2 separate regions of the Arachis hypogaea genome follow, and region 1 is linked to region 2. Evidence: chromatin contacts called from public Hi-C data. All regions are on one chromosome and are shown on one strand. The core of a region is the stretch at or near the end of the contact, and the rest is flanking DNA. Distances in the headings are between cores, read along the strand shown.

What was found. A called contact is a pair of places that touch in the nucleus more often than the background predicts.
Region 1: a Hi-C map of an unstated tissue shows a contact between it and region 2, with 6 times the contacts expected there. The contact joins the promoter of LOC112742013 here to the enhancer-like site in region 2. A contact is called at or near these places in 2 of 8 Hi-C or Micro-C datasets (leaf and an unstated tissue).

The regions. Positions count from the first base shown.
Region 1 is chr14:40,336,814-40,340,854 of arahy.Tifrunner.gnm2.J5K5, forward strand. LOC112742013 (auxin efflux carrier component 4) reads left to right here and starts at 2,108. Exons shown (of 6, transcript XM_025791223.3): 1 at 2,108-3,836; 2 at 3,922-4,041. The coding sequence starts at 2,537.
Region 2 is chr14:40,214,805-40,218,522 of arahy.Tifrunner.gnm2.J5K5, forward strand. No RefSeq gene overlaps it. Among protein-coding and RNA genes, the nearest start is that of LOC114925099, 21 kb to the left of the region's middle. Within about 2 kb of position 1,972, at least 3 of the 3 cell types and tissues checked have open chromatin away from gene starts, as enhancers often do.

The DNA of each region.
Region 1 (4,041 bases), core at 858-3,357, 120 kb after region 2:
AATAAAATAATATTTTTTAATTAGCATTAATATTAATTTATTTCGTTTTAAGGGACTCAACTAAACCTTCATCATTGTATAGCAATAAATCTATCTTCATTTGTTAGTACGTAATGATATTAGCAATAAATCACTTATCATGTGTTTGTATGTAATGATATTAGGTTAAAAATAATATTCTTTTCTTCTCTTTTCTGTTGTTCTTCTTCAACTCATCCTCATAATCATTTATGTCTTCTTTTTTTTAAATCAATATGATTTGTTTAACTTATTCTATTATCCAATAATGTCATTAATTGTTTATCTTATTTTGTGTTATACCATAGTTCATTTAACTTTTTTTTCGTATTACAATTTTTTTCATCGATAGCCATCCATATTGATGACATCACGTCTCTTAATAAGAATATAATCAATCTCATCTTCTACTGAATGTAGGTGAATTTGTATTATAAATATATATTATCAAATTTTATAATGTTTGATTTTAATATTTTAGAATGTTTTATGTGAATTGTGCTTTAAAAATTGTGATTTCTATTTTAAAAAATTGGATAATTATAGATATAATAAAAAAGAATATAAATGGAGGATTTTTGGATATAACAGCACAAATTTTGAGATTTGACATGTGGTATAATTAATTGAATAAATCATTATAATGAAAGAAAAAATATATCAGGCTATTGTGAAATGTGATAGCAAGCTCTTTTAGATGAGAGTGTTATTTAGAATATATTCTTTTTTATTATTGATGATGAGTTATTGTTACCTAGTACTTCTCTTATCAAAATGTAGCAATTGTAGTCACCATGATGATAAGCATACTAGAATTCACATAGTGTGTCCATATATATAAAATATTAGGTATACATAAAAAAAATTGAACTATCAAATTAATCATTATATAATTATGTATAAATAAATATTATTTCAAACATTTTTTATGTAATTTTTTGTACTTTAACTAGGAATGACAATGAAATAGATCGATAAAAACGAATTTTCATATTAACCTATTCCCGTTTACCCTATTTTATTCTATATAAACTCTGTCTCATTATTATTTATGGATATAAAATTCTATTCCTAATTCACTCAGCTAGTTACTCGCCTCATTCCTACTAATATATATATATGGTGAAAATTTAAGTGAAGTTGACATGAACTTGATATCTGAGAGTCGTTAGATAAAAATTTAGTCAAATCATTCAAATCATCTAACGGCTCTCAAATATCAACTTTACGTAAAGTCGACTGCACCTGAGTTTATATATATATATATATATATATATATATTAGGATGGATAGGAATAGATATACCTAAATTTTAATCTTGTCCTACCTCAATCCGAATAGAAACTCATTCTGTGTAAAATCTATCTAGATCAAATTGAGACGAGTGGGATACCCATTAATACGAGCTGTATTGTGAGGCCTAATTTCAACATGTATTCATTGAGTCTATTCCAAAAATCTGATATAAAATTCTCTATATCAGAAACTTTGTCCTTCAATTGAGATTCATTTAAATGGTGAAAAGATAAATAATCAAGAAGAGAAAAAATAGAGGGTTTAATTGATTTTTATATTTAAGATGAAGCAAAAGAATAATAAAAAATCTTGGTTTCACAATTTTTTATTTTCAAAATAAAAGTACGAAAAATGAACACGATAACAGATCGAACTCAAAAGTTTTCAACACCAGATTTAATACTCCGTTATTCCCCACCACACGATCCATTGCTAGCATGCAACATTTAGCTTTATGCACCTCCCATCCTGGGTTACCCTTAACTATAGCGGGCGGTTACTTCCTAACTCAACTTCTCATTGGTCCCCCACCCTAAACCCAGCCCAATATTGCTCAATGCTCATCAATAATCACTCACTTTAATTTCCAAAACAATATCATAAATTACCATCTTTTATTTCTATATAATACGTATTTTTGTATATTTTTTATATCTATTTGTATATTATTAAAAATAAATTTTTTCCTGTTTCCTTTCTTATCAATCATTTTTAGTATAACAATAAAAAAGTATATAAATAAATATTCAGAAAATAAAATATAATATTTCTTCGTTAAAAAATACGTGACTTTATTGCTTTATTTTATACGCACACATATGGCCACATCTTCTTCTACATCTTATTATCTACGTATGAGTGTAATTTGAGTGATGACTACCCCCTTTCTCTCTCTACCTGCGTCACTGCCTATATATACTCTTCCCAACCTACACCTTTATCTTTGTAAATTCACTGTCTCAGACTTCACATTCTCTCTCTAAAATTCTTTCAGCAAAATCAGCAGAGAGCACTGAGCACTGAACCAACCCCAACCCTCTTAAACCACTTACTACTAGTTAGTTATCTAACGGTTTCTTCATTTCTTTCTTTCTGTTTCAATTTTTATTCCCATTTTACCCTCCAGGCTCTCCCTAATTTCCAAGCTCATGCCATTCCACCATTAACCAAACTCGCTCTCAAAAGCTAATAAAAAAAGAAGAAAGACAAAAAGAAAGAAAAGATGATAAGCTGGAAGGACCTATACAGCGTCTTAACGGCGGTGGTTCCGCTGTACGTGGCGATGATCCTCGCGTACGGTTCCGTCCGGTGGTGGAAGATTTTCTCGCCGGACCAGTGCTCCGGGATCAACCGTTTTGTCGCGATCTTCGCCGTGCCGCTGCTTTCTTTCCACTTCATATCCTCCAACAACCCTTACGAGATGAACTTCCGGTTCATCGCCGCCGACACGCTACAGAAGGTGATGATGCTCTTCGCCTTGGCCATATGGACCAACTTCACCGCCAACGGAAGCCTCGAGTGGATGATCACCATCTTCTCCCTCTCCACATTGCCCAACACTCTTGTCATGGGGATCCCACTCCTCATCGCCATGTACGGCGACTACTCCGGCCAACTCATGGTTCAGGTGGTGGTGCTCCAGTGTATCATATGGTACACTCTCTTACTCTTTCTCTTCGAGTACCGCGGAGCCAAGCTGCTTATTATGGAGCAGTTTCCGGAAACGGCGGCTTCTATTGTGTCCTTTAAGGTCGACTCCGACGTCGTGTCGCTCGACGGTAGAGATTTTCTTGAGACCGATGCGGAGGTTGGTGATGACGGTAAGCTTCATGTTACTGTGAGGAAGTCTAACGCGTCGCGAAGATCGTTCATGATGACGCCGCGTCCGTCGAACCTAACCGGCGCTGAGATTTACAGCCTTAGCAGTTCCCGGAATCCGACGCCGCGAGGGTCCAACTTCAACCACGCCGATTTTTACTCCATGATGGGGTACCACCCGCCGAGGCATTCTAACTTTGGTGCTAATGACTTATACTCCGCTCAGTCCACTTCGCGGGGGCCTACGCCGCGTCCCTCCAACTTCGAGGAGAACATGAGCTCCCCGAGGTTCGGGTTTTACCCGGCGCAGACGGTTCCCGCTTCGTACCCAGCTCCCAATCCAGAATTCGCTGCCAGCTTGAGCAGCAAGAGCGTCAAGAATTCACAAGTGCCACCTGTGGCAGCTCCGCCTCCTCCCCCACAGGTTCAACCTCAGCCACAGCCACAGGGGCAGCAGTTGGTTCAGGCTCAACCTGGCAGCGGCGGTGCTGCTGCTGGTGCTAAAGCGAGCCATGATGCAAAGGAGCTCCACATGTTCGTGTGGAGCTCCAGCGCTTCGCCAGTTTCAGAGACCGGCGGGCTTCACGTGTTTGGCAGCGCGGATTTTGGAGCGTCCGATCAGTCTGGTCGCTCCGATCAAGGCGCGAAGGAGATCAGGATGCTGGTTGCTGACGAGCACCCTCAAAATGGGGAATCCAACAAAGGTATATTTGCTTCCTTTTTCTTTTTTAAAGTTTGTTTATGTAATTTGATAAGGGAGGAGAATCATACATATTGATGGGTTCACAGTGGAAGGTGAGTTTGGTGGGGAAGAGTTGAAGTTCCCAACAGGGAAAGTAGATGGGGAGCAAGGAGAGGAAGAAGGGGAGAAAGAGGGTCCCGGAGGGCTGAACAAACTGGGGTCGAGTT
Region 2 (3,718 bases), core at 722-3,221:
GGCGACGTTTGTAGAACCGCTGGAATTTTTTTTCGCGGCGGTTTAAAACCGCCGCAAATCCCTAAACAAAGCGCCGCTATTCGGCTTGAGAGGGATAGATAAAAAAAGAGGGAGGAGGGGAGAATTCTTTAATTTTAGAGGGAAAGATTTGATTTCAATTTTAATGAGAGAATGACATGTGACATATTTTTGTTATAAAATTAGTAGGGATGAGAGAAAAACTCTTTAATTTTGGAGATAAAGATTTGATTTTAATTGTAATGAGGGAGTGACATGTGGCACATTTTGGTTGTAAAATTAATATGGATGATGGAAGAACTCTTTAATTTTGGAAGAAACGATTTGATTTTAATTGTAACTAGTGTATGTTCTCGTACACTGTACGGGATAATTAATAAAAATATATAAATTTTTTTATTAAAAGAGATTAAACAAAAAATATATATAATAATTATTACTATAAATATTTTATAAAGTTATAATTAAAATTAAAGTTTAATTATTTTTAATGTTAAAAATATTGAAAATAATTAGTATTTGTCTTAACTGATTTGGATTGATTGAGTGGTCATCTCATTCGTCTACCTAAATAAGTATTAGAGTTTCGAATCCCGCCTTGTGTATGTAACAACTCATTGGCTACGGCAGACCCTTAATTTTGGAAGAAAAGATTTGATTTTAATTGTAACGAGGGAGTGATATGTGGCACATTTTTGTTGTAAAATTAGTATGGATGATGGAAGAAGTCTTTAATTTTAAAGAAAAAAATTTAATTTTAATTATAATGAGGGAGTGACATGTGGCATATTTTGATTGTAAAATTAATAAAAAAATAATAAAATTCTTTAATTTTAAAAAAAATTAATTTTAATTATAATAAAAAAATAATATATAACACCTTTTAATGATAAAATTAAATATATTTAATAAATTTATCTTAGACCTAAATTTCATTTATAAATTTATTATTAATCAATAAATTATTACTATATATACACAAAATAAAATTCAAATCTTCAACACTTGGTTGAAGGCCAACTTAACTTGGTTATCAACCATCAATTTAAACCCGCTGATATTATTAAGAACTTTAATAAATAGAGAAGCCTACATAGAATTAGTCCAGCACGTGTGGCGAACTATAATTCAAATCTTAATTACTTGATACGGACCCCATATTTAATGCCCAGTTGGCCTTGAAGAGGTTGTCTACTTGTCTCCAAATAAAAAAATATATATACACATATCTTTAAATTAAAGAAGAAAAGAAAAAACCACAATCACTTCATAAGAACTCAAAGTCTCAAACGTTGAACTCAGCCATGAAAAATCGATAACAAACATTCATGCAATAAACTTTTTTAATATCAAGAAAAATTGAGAAATCTATAATAATAAAGTTGCACTTGACTTCACCACATAACTCTACGAGAAAAGTTATTGCACAACAACAGTCACTTAATAAGTGAATTATACTCCTCTTAATATAAAAGTTATATTAGTTGTGATAGAATGTATAATTTTATTAAATATAAATGTGATGAGTACAATCTTACTACTTTATGGGTATTGATTAAAGTTTTCTAAATATTTAAAAAAAAAACTGTTTTTTATATTATTAAAAAGTAGATTTAACTAACATATATTCTAAAACATTTTATTAACACATATTAAGATTATCAAATTAAAATTTTTTTATAAAAAATATACAGAGTTCAATTTTTTATTGTACTTATTATATATTTATTAAGATAAAAAATTTAAAACTTCTACTCATTGTATTTGTAATCTTATATCGTATTTTAATCTTTACAAATTTTCGGTGGTTAGTGTTTTCTTTTTTGTTAGTTCATATCGGTTCATATTTTTATTAATATTTGTTTTTTTTGTCATAGGAGTAATGATTTGTATTCTTTTGTGGCAGTAACCTCAAGTAAAACTGGACCAACCAATATTGTTGTTCTTGATCCAAAAAATTTTTGCATAAGCCCAATAAACGATGGAAGCATTCCTTAATGGGCACGTCGGTCCACAGCACATTCCACAAAGAACATGGGATTTCTAATTTCTGGTCCCAAAGCATGAAAATTTCAATTAATTAGCAATACTAAGCCAAAATTTTCTGAAAAAAAATTTATTCAAAATAGTAATAGTACTTTTATTCGAGGTCAAATCTACTAATTAAAGTTTCATGAAAGAAAAATTACCACTTGATTAGTAATATTGATAATATCATCTAAATGCCTAAGGAACTTGAAGATTTGAATTATTAACACAACAACATTAATTATGAGCAAACTCAACAATAATCCAAAAACACTTTTTCATACCGAACTTATACATTACCTTAATGTTGCATATGCATGCTTTCCAATTATTGAGTGTATATTTTGTTTATTGAATTTGGCAATAGAGACCAGAATGTTGTGAGTTGGATTATCTTTAGAGAAAGGATTATTGGAAATTGTTCTAATAAGATGCATATATATACAATGATCCAAAGTCACAAAAAAACTAGTAACATTGCCTTACCCTACCACATTCATCGTTGGATAAGACTGACTTTCCCAACATTAATGTCCCACCCTTTCATACCACAATCACTTCCCATGAGATATGGTCCTAGTTTCTTAAATAATTATTAGTCTTTTTGCAAAGTAGCCCTTTACTTATTATTACTAGTACTTAATCATAAAGTGGGTCTCTGAAATTTTGCACCCTGCCCTATCCTTCTCAAAAAGATATATCAACCAAGAAGAAGGTATTAGAGTTTATTGGGAAAAAGGAGAGAATGATGCGACTACTCCTTATAATTAAAATAAATCTAATATATTGAATTTAAGATATATTCACTTATTTATGAGTCCTCACATCTTATTAAATATATAAGTATGTTCAAATATTGCATAGATTATTTGTTATCTAAAAAGATTTTTTTATGGTTATTATAAAGTGTCATCTAAGATGTAACAATAAAACTTATGAAATTGTTTTGTACATTAAAAGAAAATTCGTCTTTCAACACATTTTTTTTTAAAACTTGTCGAAATGTGAGTATAAAGAAGGTTCACATAAGAATTTTTTGTACAAGTTCTATTTTCTCTTTTTATTTGTTTTATTTTATTTTATTTTTTTAAAAAAATAACAAGATTCAAAATTTAGATCTTTTGATCGTAAAAGTTTTAATACTATATCATAATAATATCATTTCTTTTAAAAATTTAAATTAATAAAAAGATGACACATAAATAATTAAATTTTTAACAGAAGTCTAAAATAGATTAATAGTATCCAAAAATCTAGACCAATATATATATTAACATTATAATTTCAATCATGAAAAAAAGAGTTAGGATTTGCATTGTAAAAGGGTGGAAGGTAAAGGGGCAATGTTGGAGTGAAGTAGCTGCGAGGTGATTATTGGTGGGGTTAACATAGTTCTCGCATGCTGATTTACACACATGCCCTAACTCTACTTACTATGCAGTACTTGCTTACTTCAAAAAAGAAAAAAAAAAAAAAGGAGTGCCACTTTGAACCACTCAACCTAATAGTAGGGGACCATGCATTGTATATTGTATTGTGAATGAAAGACCTTTAACCCTTTTCTTTTTGCACTCACATTCACATGTCTCTCAACGCTTTCTTTGACCCTCGAATATAACTGTCCTATTAATTGAAAATATTTGAGAATATTTAAATAATGGATTAAAAAAAT